3 separate regions of the Mus musculus genome follow, and regions 1 and 3 are each linked to region 2. The links are chromatin contacts, called in public HiChIP or PLAC-seq and promoter capture Hi-C maps. All regions are on one chromosome and are shown on one strand. The core of a region is the stretch at or near the end of the contact, and the rest is flanking DNA. Distances in the headings are between cores, read along the strand shown. Region 1 overlaps Cacnb1 (calcium channel, voltage-dependent, beta 1 subunit). Region 2 holds the start of Msl1 (male specific lethal 1). Region 3 holds the start of Cacnb1 (calcium channel, voltage-dependent, beta 1 subunit).

Evidence for each region. Promoter capture Hi-C pulls out the DNA fragments that hold promoters and counts their contacts. HiChIP or PLAC-seq counts read pairs in DNA pulled down with a chosen protein or histone mark.
Region 1: a promoter capture Hi-C map of pre-B cells shows a contact between it and region 2. The contact joins the enhancer-like site here to the promoter of Msl1 in region 2. A contact is called at or near these places in 1 of 39 promoter capture datasets (pre-B cells), 3 of 115 datasets of contacts at active chromatin or transcription factors (bone marrow-derived macrophages, memory CD8 T cells and microglia) and 1 of 9 other capture datasets (liver).
Region 3: an H3K27ac HiChIP or PLAC-seq map of microglia shows a contact between it and region 2, with 5 times the contacts expected there. The contact joins the promoter of Cacnb1 here to the promoter of Msl1 in region 2. A contact is called at or near these places in 1 of 39 promoter capture datasets (pre-B cells), 1 of 15 datasets of contacts at CTCF or cohesin (large pre-B cells), 1 of 484 Hi-C or Micro-C datasets (embryonic stem cells), 5 of 115 datasets of contacts at active chromatin or transcription factors (bone marrow-derived macrophages, epiblast stem cells, microglia and 2 more) and 1 of 9 other capture datasets (liver).

Annotation. Positions count from the first base shown.
Region 1 is chr11:97,998,110-98,002,579 of GRCm38.p6, reverse strand. Cacnb1 (calcium channel, voltage-dependent, beta 1 subunit) reads left to right here. Exons shown (of 14, transcript NM_001282977.1): 14 at 1-1,072. Among named protein-coding and RNA genes, the nearest start is that of Arl5c, 4.2 kb to the right of the region's middle. Within about 2 kb of position 3,134, at least 88 of the 459 cell types and tissues checked have an H3K27ac peak or open chromatin away from gene starts, as enhancers often do. A contact at or near this core is called in bone marrow-derived macrophages, memory CD8 T cells and pre-B cells, where this site is marked.
Region 2 is chr11:98,793,524-98,797,694 of GRCm38.p6, reverse strand. It overlaps Msl1 (male specific lethal 1), which reads right to left and starts at 2,179. Exons shown (of 9, transcript NM_028722.3): 1 at 1,091-2,179. The coding sequence starts at 1,864.
Region 3 is chr11:98,021,089-98,025,186 of GRCm38.p6, reverse strand. It overlaps Cacnb1 (calcium channel, voltage-dependent, beta 1 subunit), which reads left to right and starts at 2,560. Exons shown (of 14, transcript NM_001282977.1): 1 at 2,560-2,845. The coding sequence starts at 2,762. It also overlaps a transcript of Rpl19 not described here.

The sequences.
Region 1 (4,470 bases), core at 1,885-4,384, 800 kb after region 2:
TCGGGGCTGTAAGCGAAGGTCTTAATCGGGGTGGGGGTGGGGGCTTCTTCTACCAACACAGGGGTACTTGGGAAAGGTTGGGTGCTTTTCCTGAAGAGAGCCCGCTGAATCTTCCCCAATCCCCCAGACCCGGGATCCCCCACCATGTCCATCCCATAACATAACAGTTTCCTAGCAGCATTCTCTGGTGGGTGAAAGGCACGGCTTGGAAACCCTTGGGGAGCAGAGCTGGGTGCAGGCTGCTGGGCATCAGTGCGCGCTCTCTGCCCTCCATGGTCATAGCAAGAAAGCAGGTCCTAGAACCTTGAGGAGTGAGCAACTCAAGATGCTGCCCCCCTCCCTCCACCCCTTGCCTCCCCCAGGAATGAGCTTTGTCTACAGCATACCCTGCCTGCTGCCATCAGGAGAGAGGGGCCCTCTGCATCTGAGCCCCACATCTCCGTGCCACCTGGGTGTGGAGACCATGAATACTTTGTGGTCCACCTCATTCTAAACCAAAAAAACTGCTCCTTCACCGTCACCCTGAGGCCCCAGGGGACAGGCTCTATGTGTTGGTACCCGTGAGGTGACCACCATCCAGGGGCTTCCTAAGGACCTTGGGTCTCCCCTAGGGGTCTTGGTTGCTGCTGCTTCTCTGTATTTGCCTCTTGTGACCCTGTCCTTCCCCAGTGTCCACTTTCCCCAAGAGAGGCCATGGTAGCCCCTCTCCCCTGGGGTTCCCTTAGCCTCAGCATCCCTAAGAGTCCAGCAGCCCTGCCCCCTCCCCAGCATCACAGCTGGTCCAGAGAGAGCCGATTGTGCCAACGAGGACTGGGCCCTGCCCAGCTGCCCACCTCAGGGATGGGCACCTCACGCCTGTCTCGCCACCTCCTGTGCCAATGTTGCCCCACCCTCCTGGGGGGTGGGGTGCAGCTTCCACTAACAGGTTAGAAGATAGCACTGCCCAACCTTTCGCTCCCTGCCCCGGTCTACTGTCCTGTGCCCATCTGTCTGTCTGTCTGTCTGTACTCCTCTAGGAGAGATATTTTGCCACATATAAAACCGCAGTTCTGTCCTTTGCGGCCACCTCCTGAGCCTGTTTTCTTTGTTGTCACCACACTTTGTCAGCCCTGCAGTCTCACTCTCTCTCCGTGGTGAGGGTGGGGACCTGTTGGGGATCAAGGGGGAGTGCAAGCAAATGCTCCGCCTGCGCCTTTGAGGCCAAGGAGAGATGGTACTTTGTTTTGCTGCTTCGGGATTGTCTGCAGGTGTTCCTCATTCAGCCACAGGCTCACACCAGCCATACCTCCTGTTTCTTCCCTGCAAAGGGGGCGGGGTGGGGTGGGGTGGGGTGGGGTGGGTGCTGCTAATTGAGCCGGTGGGCTCAAGCCTCACTAGTTCACATCTTAAAGACACATACTTTGTTTTTATTTATTTATTGCCCCTTTCTACTCTGACCTCCCTGTGCCCTAGCAGCTCCTCACTAGGGAAGGGTGAACTTCGGCTCCTCTGTATCTCAGAGGTTTGCCTGGATCTGCCTCTTGACTGCTGGGATTAAAGACACCACACACTTAGCACCCAGCTTGGTGTGTGTGTGTGTGGTGGTGGTGGGGGGGGTTATTTGTTCACCTCCTCCCGAGACAGGGTGTCACTCAGTACACTCAGTAGACAAGGGTAACCATGTATCTCCAGCTACACTGGGATTTATTCAGCATCCCCAGATGCTGGGATCACAGCAGTGGGTGAACCAGCATGCCAGGAAGTTTTATTTTGGGACAGGTTTACAATGTAACTCTTGACTGACCTGGGACTCATGCAGCTGAGGTGGGACTCAAACTCATAGCAACTCTCCTGCCTCACCCTCCTGAGTGTGATTGCAAAAGTTACAGATGTGCTATCACACGGGTCCTGAGAGCTTTGGAGCCGGGGAGGTTTTCCGCTGGTGTGAAGAGGTTGGAGAGACCAGGCCCCCTGAGACATGTGAGAACAAAATAAGCAGGTGGCAGGCCCCTCCTCGTCACCAGCTGCCAGGATGTGGGCTCTCATAGCTGTTGTCCTGCCTCACACAGCACCTGCAAAGCTTCCTTGCCTTCCTAGGTCTTGTTTTTGAGGTGACAGCTCTAGAAGACTTGAACATCTGGGTCCCCTGCCTGAGTGCTTCTGTTCATAGTTTGTGTTTAAGGGTCAGTCTGACATCGGACCCCTGATGGCCTCCAGATAAGCCAGCAGATCACAGACAGGGATCTGGGCAGCCCAGGGGCAGAGTCCCTTGGGGAACTGATAGTAGAGTTGTTGAGAGCCCTGCTCTGCCTCCCATCCTCCCCACTACCTTTGCATGGTAATCGATCATTCACGTCTATGTTTAGGTGTGGAGCCAGCATTTATTAAAGATCTCCTCTGTGGTAGGCACAAGTCAAACTGGAAACCACAGATAGCGCTCCAAGTTTCTTGCTGTGGGGGAGCAGTCAGTACCGGGAACACCAGTTCCTTAACCAGAGAGGTCAGAGAAGGCTTTGAGAGGGAGGTGAAGCTCCCTTGAAACCTGGGAACATGGTTAAGTTAACCCGAGGCAGAGAAGAGGGAGGAAGTTCCTAGTGCAGAGGAGAGAGGGGACATGCATGACATGCTAGTGGCTCCTGACTAACACAACATGGTGACAGCTGGTGGCCAGAGCAGCTTGGCAGGAGCAGGTCACAGCAGGCCTTCTAAGTTTTGTTCTGAAGGACTGTAAATGGTCATGGCTAGACACGGTCTTCCCTGCAGATAGATGATGCCGCTGATATCCACCTGGGAGGAAACCTCAGTTCAGGCCATAGAGGAAGGCAGCCACTGACCCCTAGAGGAGTCCAGCGGGGTGTGTGTGTGTGTGGGGGGGCAACTTTACCAGCCTCCACAAATATCATTATGTGCTGCCTGTGATCCCCAAGTTCATAATTCTTCTGCTCCAGGAAACCCTGATTTTGGAAAGAGTAGGGGTTAGGGGGTTGAGATGGAGGAAGCAGGTGTCCAAATACGTCTCTTCCTGCACCAGCTGCCTACAACTGCATTTGCTCAGAACTTAGGTAGGTATTTCTAGCCGGCACAGATAGTAGAGATGGGGAGGAAGTCTTGTTTTTAGGTAACCACGCCCTCTACCCACTTAGACTGCCGGATCAGCAAGCTCGTGGGTGTGGACACGTGAGGACTTTAACAGCCATGACATCAGCCAGCTTGGTGCTGCCACCACTTCTGGGACTCAGAAGCTGAGGCAGGGGGATTCCCTCCTAACTGATTTCCTTTCCCTCACTGCTTCTCTGACTAGCTTCTTCCAACTCTGGTGGATACTGCCTCTGTGACAGAAGGGGGGCAGGCCACAGATCCCAGGTCAGCCCAAAGGTTCACTGTCCCCCCCCTTTTTTTTAATTGATATGAATACAGTGTCACTGTCTTCAGACATGCACCAGGAGAGAGCATCAGATCCCATTACAGATGGTTGTGAGCCACCATGTGGTTGCTAGGATTTTTTTTTTTTTCAAGACAGGGTTTCTCTGTGTAGTTCTGGAACTCACTCTGTAGACTGGCCTCAACCCCAAGTGCTGGAATTAAAGGCGTGTGCCACCACTCCCCAGCAAGGATCACTATCCTGAAATAGGCTGGGTTAAACTGAGGCCACTTTGGCCCAGGATGGGCTTGTGGTTTCAGTCCAATATCCTAAATCTTGTTTTAGCTTCCATAGTGGCTGTCTAGGCTTCCTTCTAAATCAAATCTTCTCAGAGAAGTGTGTGTGTGTGTGCACGTGTGTGTGTGTGTGTGTGTGTGTGTGTGTGTGTGTGTGCACTCGCGCATGTGCGTGTGTGCATGCGCTTGCACAAACAGCATGGAGGCCAGAAGAGAATGCTGGATCCCCTGACCTCCATGGACGCCAGGAACCAAACTCTATTCCCCTGGAAGAGCAGAAAGCCACTCTCAACCCTTCCTAACTGAGCCCTCTCCAGCCACCACCGCAGTTCTGTTCTGTTCACTCAGTGTGCCCCCAGCTTGCCGAATGTCACTTTCAATTCTGCAACTGGGTGACAAAGCAGGACGCCTTTCTTCCCCTAGGAACCAGATGGCAGCCATGCCTCAAACACTGGGTGATTTCTCCAAATACCTTCTGTGCCCCTGTCAAGCCTCCCAGCCCCAACCCCAGCTCCCTTCCTGGGGCTGACATGGAATCAGCCCTGATGGACTGTGTGGATCATGTCTTCAATTCTGTGTTGTTCTAGCTCTGTCCACCAAGAGGAATGGGATGAAGGTGTGTGTCATATGTGCCTGGGTGGGTCTGTGGAGGCCAGAGGTGAGCTTCCAAGGGTTGGTTCTGTTTGTCTTTGCTTACCACAAGCATCCCAGTTAAAGGCTGCCAGGTGTTTCCCTTTCAAAGCAGAGGAGACATTGAAGCACGGGCACTGGTGAGAGATCTGGCTAAGACCGGGGCCTGAGTGAGGACCAGTGGATGTAAATACTGCTGAAGTA
Region 2 (4,171 bases), core at 930-3,429:
GTATTTCAACAAGACCTGCCCCAGCTCCTGTTCCACCTTGCAGAAGGCACTCTCCAATCAAACAGAGGCCTGATGGCGACTTATTTAGGAAGCAAACAAAATGAACAGCTCTTCTGCTCCCATGCTCAGCCTGTGGTGCGTGAAGCCCCAGAGTAAGAGGAGCCAGGAGGGAGGGAGGGGGGAGCAGGGCCTGAGCGCACTGTAGAAGCCATGTTTATTTTTAGGCGTCTAAAAGGTATGTTACCACTGTAGCACCCACCACCCCAGCGGCCCTGAGGTGTGAGGGAGTGTGCTTAACATGTGTGCCCAAGGCTGCTGCTCATGCAAGCAAGCCTATGGAGTCATGCTTTCCAGGAGTACAAAGAAATAACCAACAACTTTTCTAATACCTCAAGATTCAAAAACAGGTCTGGGAGGTGGAAGGGTTTACAGAATACATCGAATAAGCTTATGTCTCAAAATCTGCCAGCTTAGTCAAGGGACGTGGTCAGCGGGTAGTGTTTTATAACTCAGATTTTCTACTAGAAACTCTCTGAAATCAAAGGCAGTGATTCTCATTTAGGAGAGCTAAAACAGGATTCCACGTACACCATCTTTACCCTCTACCGACCAAAAGACCTATGACAACCCTCCTGTCTAAAGATGCAACAGCGGTGGTTACGGCAACAGCTGTTATAGCCTCCTCTCCAATGCACAGCTAAGGCAACAGCGCTTGAATACAACCCCTGCCATACAGCCACATCTGCACCCCACCCTATCATTTTTAACCCCTCGTAAATCAGGTCTTTCCCACTCTAAACGTCTTTCCCACAAGTGTGGGGCTGTCGTTTTAAATTAACCCTTTGGCAACCGAAGCCTCCCATAACACCCCCCACCACACACACACAGGTTGCCCTTTAACCCTTCCTTCCGACCCAACGTGTCAGTGATGCCAGGCTCCTAACGACCCAACATCTAAGGCACTCTTTAGCTGGTGGCCAACTTCCTCTAACCCTAACCGAGCGGGGACCTCTGCCTCCTACAGCCCCCTTCCCCCGAGCATGCGCAGAGCTCGCTCTCCATCCCTAATGCAGATTAACCCCTCCCGTACCGTATCTCTCTCGGACTTCAGCTCCTCTATCTCCTTCTCCTTGGCCTGCAACTGCTGCTGCTGCTGTTCGATGAGGTCCAATTGCAGCAGAAGGATCTGTTTGAGGCAGGCGGCCTGACTGGAGGCTCCCGAGCCGCCGCCACCCCCGAGAGGGCTCTTCCTTATACTCTTCCATCTGCCCTCACTGGCCGCCAGGGTCCCAGCAGTGGCGGTGGGCGCGAGGGGTGGTGGCCCGGGCAGAGGTAGTGGTGGGGGTCCCGCCGGGTCCGAGGCGGTGGCAGCTGGGGGAGCCGCCCCACCCTTGTCCCCAGCCCAGGGCGTAGGCTCTTTGGCCGCCGCCACCACGATAGAGCCCGTCTGAATGGGCAGCACCGCCTGATACTTGGGCCGGGGGCTGCAGCCAGCGCCGGCTGCGACTGGCTCCCCGCCGATGCCGGCTTGTTTAGTAGCTGGGGGCGGACAGGGCAAGGGCACCGAACCGCCCCAGCTCTCTTCCTGCTGCCCGGGGGCCGCCCCGGCTGGGAGTAACAAGCCCCGGCCCTTGCCGCCGCCGCAGCCGGCTGGAGAGGGCGAGGGGCTCCCGCCCTGGGAAGAGGCCAGCGGGGGCCCCGGCTCCTTGAGCTTACGATGCCGGGGGAGGAAATGGGCTTCGGCCGCCCCGGACTCGTCCTCGGGCCCGCCCAGCGCCGCAGCCCGCTCGTAGTCCAGTCGCTGCTCGGGGTTGCCGCCGGCAGGGGCCGCGGCCGCCTTGAACACTGCGGATCTCATGGTCATAGTGGTCCGGAGCAGCGCGGGGGACCGAGACGGAGGAGGGGGTGGGGAAGGGGCGAGGTGCGGGGGGTCGAGGACGGAGGAGGGGGAGGGGAGTTTGGCGGGCTCGGCTCAGCAGAGCAGCCGCAGGCCTCCGCTAACGCGGCTTCTCCGAGGCCCGGGCGCCATCCCGCCGGCGAGCGGAGAAGTGGAGGCCGCAGCTGAGGCCCGCCGCCGACCCATGGTGGCCTCGCCGCCGCCTCTGCTGCCGCCACCGTCGCCTTCGCCGCAGAGGCAGGAGCTCGCACCCAGCCGCCCCCGAGCTCATCCCCGGAGCTCGCTTCGGCCCCCCCTGCCCGGCCGGGCCCGCCTCGTCTCCCCACCCCGCACCCCCCCTTCCCCGCCCCGGCCCCCCGCCCCGGAGCTCGCCTCAGCCGCCCCGAGCCTCCATTTCCCCCCCCTTGCTCCTCCTCGGGAGGGGGTGGGAGGGACGGGTCCGCCCAGAGCCCTCCTACTCCGGGAGGGGGGGTCTGCCGCCTCCCCCGGGGGTTCTCCGCGCCGCCGGGTCCCCCTCCCCCACAGTCACCCCCGACTCCTCGGCGTTTCCCTTTAAAAAAAACGGAGCCGCCGCAGCCGCCGCCACCGCCGACCGGAGCGCGCATGCGCCGAGAGGGCAGCGGGCGGGAGCGAACCGGGAGCGGAGAGGAGGGAGGCGGGTAGCGCTATTGTGAAAGGGGCCGCGGCTACCGCTGCCGCCGCGAGGGGGAGGGGACCGAGGCGCGGGGGCCCACGAGGGGAGGTCGGGGACGAGGGCGAGGACGCAGGAGCGGGCGAAGGTGGGCTGCCGAGGCAGGGGCGGGCTGGGGAGGGAAGAAGGGCGAGGGCGGCCGCTGGTGGTTGGGGAATGCGGAGGATCCCCGGCAAAACCAAGTGCGAGAGAATGGGGTTGGGGAGGAAGGAAGGAGGTAGATGCTCCCGCCCCTCGCGGACGCCTACCGACCGCTCTGCTGAGCCGGCCTTCGTCGGATAGCCCTTCCCTGGCGACCTGGCTACGCGCCTGGCCCACACCGGAGCCCCGCGCGCCTTCGGGACCGGCCCCGACCCAGGCTCCCTTGGAGCCTGCGGCTGTTTCATGGAGTAGAAGTCAAGCTTCCACCCTCTAGGCTCCCTGGCGGTCCCACATGGGTTGGGGAAAGAAGTGAAGTTCTTTGTCTCTAAGGGATCCAGCACAGAAATGGAGGGACCTCTGGTTCCCAGAAGCAGCAAAATCCATGATGTCTGCTGCCCAGGGAGTTGTAAGCACAACCTTGGGGTGAAGTACTGCCAACTACCGACAGTTGTTTCCCAAGCAGCCATGTCTCCAGCCTTCTTAAGCTGTAGCTACTCCTAGCATCTTCTGGAAAAAGATTCAAGAAATCTATGGAGAGATGTATGCCGGTGTTAGGACTAAGTGTTCTTTAGGGCCTTCTATTGGAGCACTTCCCAATTCTCCAGGTTCATAGTGTCTGTGTGCCTTAATTTTCCAAGCAACTTTAGCCACTAAGTCCTCATAGTTCCCTATGGAAAAAACATGTACATAGTTGTAAATTAATTGGTTGCTTATCTGTCTGAAGTGCACTTCTAAAATTTTTTTATAGGAGATAGGTATAGTGGTCTACACCTTTAACCCCAGCCCTTGTGAGGCAAAGACAGGAGAATGTGTGAGTTCGGGGCCATCTTGGTTCACATAGCAAGTTCCAGGACAGGGCTACATATACCTTGTCTAAATAAATAAATAAATGTCTCAATGCGAGCAAGCAGATCTTGTCTCTATAAATAAATAAACGATAAGTTGTACAGAGAAAACAAGGACACCTGGTTCAATGCGAAATTTAGTTAGAAACTGCTTCTGCTTTGTGGGCTCTAAGCATGAAACACTGAAAAACTTCATGGGTATGAAAGTCCTGAGTCCCCGTCCTCTTTCCATCAGGTGGGCCTCAGAACTGCACAGGAAGGCAGTAGAAGGAAGGGCAGGATTAGAAAGAAGTTTGTAGAATGTGGTCTTTTTCAGTGTGAAGACTACCACCTCACTATCCTGATAACCTCCCAGATTTGTGGCTTGTTGGACCCTTACTCCAAAATCCTATCTCCAACTCCCTAGAATATGGCCAACTGGATGTCTGATATGCACTTCAGACTCAAGCTTTCGACTCTGCACCTAAATCCTGTTTCCAGTTAAGTCAGTCCATCTTACTTTAAAAATCCAAGCTAGTACATTTTACATCTTCGCCACAACTCTACCTTGATGTAAGCTGCCACCTCTGCTTTTCTGTTTATTGTTTTAATTATGAA
Region 3 (4,098 bases), core at 1,311-3,810, 770 kb after region 2:
CGTCTCAAAAACCCAAAACAACAACAAAACAAACAAGCAAGCAAAAAATAAATAAATAAAAAATCCTCATCTTGGTGGTGCTGCACGCCTCCAAGCCCAGCATTTAGGAGGCAGATCTCTGGAAGTTCATGGTCAGCCTGGGCCAGATGAGCTACATAATGAAACCCTGTCTCCAATCATCAAATAAAACAAACAAACAAAAATCTACATTGTTTTACAACTTATGAAACAGACTGGGTTTCTTTCTTCTCCCTTCTCTTCTTCTTCCTCCTCCTTTTTGTGGGAGGATCTGTAGACCTTACCCAGTCTGCACGTCCTCTGTAAAACAGGCTGACCTTGTACTCACAGAGGCCTGCTGCCCCTGCCTCTAGAATGTTGAGGTTAAAGGCCCTCCTGTCATTCCTAGCTAGAGAGGCCCATGCTGCTGCCTCTTGCCAGGCTCTGTTGTCCTCAGTGTGCAGACAGGAACCCTGCCAGTGTTGGCAATGTTCATGGTTTCCTCACTACTCAGGGTCCTTATCAGATGATGTGATCAGAGAATGAACATCACTTCTCAGAATCCACAGTGAGGAATCCAAACAGCACACAGGCTCTAGGCAAGCAAAACGCAGAAAATAGTCTTTATTTTAGGGCACTGGACGTTGGCAAAGCTGCTTCTTCTTCTTCTTCTTCTTCTTCTTCTTCTTCTTCTTCTTCTTCTTCTTCTTCCTCTTCTTCTTCCTCTTCTTGTTTTTCGAGACAAGGTTTCTCTGTGTAGCCCTGACTGCCCTGGTTCTGGAACTCACTTTGTAGAAGACCAGGCTGTCCTCACTCTGCCTCCCAAGTGCTGGGATTAAAGGCGTGCACCACCACTGCCTGACTTCATCTTTTTTGTTTGTTTGTTTTTCGAGACAGGGTTTCTCTGTATAGTCCTGGCTGTCCTGGAACTCACTTTGTAGACCAGGCTAGCCTGGAACTCAGAAATCTGCCTGCCTCTGCCTCCCGAGTGCTGGGATTAAAGGCGTGCGCCACCATGACTGGCTCCGGCTTCATCTTCTTATCTCTCTGCTCTCTGAGCTGGATGGAGGAGGAAGAACTGGTCCTCTTGCCACAGATGGCTCCCATGCTGCTCATTAAGCACCCCCAGAAGCCCAGCCATCATTTTTTTGTTGTGGGACTTTTTTTGTTTGTTCATTCATGTTTTTTTTTAAGGTTTATTTTATTTATATGAGTTACTGTAGATGTCTTCAGACACATCAGAAGAGGGTATCAGAAGCCATTACAAACGGTTGTGAGCCAACATGTGGTTGCTGGGAATTGAACTCAGGACCTCTGGAAGAGCAAATAGCTAGTGCTCTTAACCACTGAGCCATTTCTCCAGCCTCCTTGTTCATTCATGTTTTGTGACAGGGTCTCTCTATGTAGCTAAGGCTGGCCTCAAACTCATGATGTGATCTAGGCTGGCCTCAAGCCCCCAACATGGCTGTACACCATCAGACCCAGCTTCTGGGCCTCTTACTGTTCTCTCATCTTGCCAAGAATTTCAGTGGGCAAAGATACCATAGTATTAGCAACACTGTAGGAAACAAAGAATGCTTGTTTGTTTATTTGAGACGGGGCTTCTCTATGTAGCCCAGGTTGTCCTGAGGGTCACTATGTAAATGAGGCTGACCTGCCTCTGTCTCCATAGTGTTGGGATTAAATGTGTGCTCCACCACTGCTTGGTGGAGGTCGACCCTTTTAGGATCCAATAACCAGCTGAGCCGGAGCCACAGTTCTGGGACATTTGTTCCTCAGTCAAGGATAAAGGAGAGAGACAACCCTAGGTCAACAGTCATGGTGTATAATTTTGAATAGCTCCTCCCCCCGTTTATACTTCCTCCTCTTCCCCTTCTCTTAGAAGCAACAGGGACTTGCCAAGCCTGACTCCTGGCCTTTTGGAAGAGCCTATGAGACCTCAGTAACTGATGAGGTCGAAGCATTCCTGGGTCCCTGGATAGCAATCCTAATGTCCCTGGTGGCCTTCTTTGGACACTCACCCCATCATCCAGGCCCGGCTGGGGCCAGTAGACCTAGAGCCCGGTTGGAGAGGGAGGTCTACTCAGCTAGTTTCATGGCGGCCTGGGCCTGACACTGGGGAGAAAGGAGTTAAAGGCAGGTCCCAGGATCACAGGGACCGGGAAGTTCCGGTGGCCCAAGCTAGAGTCGCTCAGGGAGACCAGCTGAGAGAGTAGTTTGGGACAGAAAGGGAGGCGGTACCAGTCATACCGAGCGGCGTTTCACCACCTCCCCACCCCCCCATCAACGCTTGGCACACACTGGTAAACGCCCCCCACCTCCATCCCAGCCTCAAGGCCGGTTTCCCCTTAGTCCCCTGCAGGCCGCCCTCATCCCAGTCTAATCGGAGGACAGCGATCGAGCCCCTCCACGTTCTGGAGGCCAGCGGGGCTACGCCACTCGGCCATTGTCTGCGCGCAGCCGGTTGAGGGGCTCGAGGGGCGGGGCCGCGGCGCGGGGCGGGAGCGAGGGAGGGGCGGGGGGAGATGCTGAACCTTCAGGGGCGGAGGCGGCGGCGGCGGCGACGGCGGCAGCGGCCGCAGAGAGCACAGCGCGAGCCGGGAGGGCAAGCAAGGCGGCGAGCGTGCAGCCGGAGGTCCAGCTGGGAGACTGCACCCGGTGCTGGCTGCGCGACGCCGCGCTGCTCTGGGCTCGGACGGCCTCTCCCATGCGCTGAGAGCGCCCGGCTGGGCTGGGAGGGCGGCCGGACCGGAGGATCCTCTCCATGGTCCAGAAGAGCGGCATGTCCCGGGGCCCTTACCCACCTTCCCAAGAGATCCCTATGGAGGTCTTCGACCCCAGCCCACAGGTAAGGCGAGGTGGCAAGCTCGAGGGAAAGGGCCGCTCCTACGGATCTTGGGGTCGGCTTGGAAAGCCCCGGGAAGGAAAGGGTTATATGCCCCGCGTGGATGGGAGAGGGGTGTCTGCGCGACCCTCCATTCTCGAGGGTTAATGATCGATGGACTATTGGTCCGAGTCGGGTTGCGGTGCTGCGGAGCGGAGAGGAGGCGGTTGGAATGCCTGTCAACCTCGCCTCCAGGTCTCCCCCGCGTCCAGGTTCCTGCTGCTGGGGTACTGGCTCCAGCAGGCTGACAGCGGGGATGCTGATGGGGGTTGGGGGGAATCCAGGCCTTGAGAAGCGGAGTTGGAGGGAGGCTGGAGAGCGAATCGGGCGAGGGGGGCGACGCAGAGCACGTTTAGGGGCGCTAGTGGGTGTGGGTGGGGCGGGGGTAATACTGGGAAAAGGCCTAGACGATGGTCAGAGGGCGTTGCCAACAGGCCTTCGAAGGCTCAGACATTGGCTTTCGAAGGTGGAGAAGAGATCAGCTCAGGGAGGCCCTCCCCTAGTCACCTGGTCTCCATCCCTGTCTTGGATGTTTCCCTACTCCCAACACCCACATTAGCTTACCCCACCCCCTGCCCCAAGGGGTGGGAGCCGCCAAAGTTTGGAAAGTTGGATGGGTGCCAACTCACTGTCTTGGAGTGGAGGTCGCTGTTTTACCTGGGGGAGGGGCGCTGCCCTCTAGCACGTTCACTTTTCCTATGTGCCTGGGTTATTCCTAGGTAGGGGCGTTCTTGGGCATACAAGGTCCCCCTAGAATGACCAGCAGGGCATGTGGTGGCCATGCCAGGGGATTTCTCTAGGACTTGTCCTTCTCCAAGGATAGCATTAACACTTGCATTGCTGTGGCCAGCCTGGAGCAACTGTAAGCAACATGATGTGGTTGATGGGTGTGTATGGGGGGGGGGGTCAGGTCAGACCTAAAAATACTTCGTCTCTCCACCCCAGGCCCCTTGGAGTCTGGGAGGCAGCTGACTGATGCCTTCCTTTCAGCTGTCCCCTGTCCCTCTGAAGGCCACTCCCTTTGCCCAGCTGGGGTGAGGTAGTGCTGTGAAAGAGTCTTGAGGTTCACTGTAGAATGCTCTTAGGTCTGTAGAGAGCCTCAAAACTAGTTTAGCTGTATGCTCAGTTTTAGAGAAGGAAAGAGGATCATAGAATATTCAGTCCTATTATTCGTGTGTGTGTGTGTGTGTGTGTGTGTGTGTGTGTGTGTGTGTGTG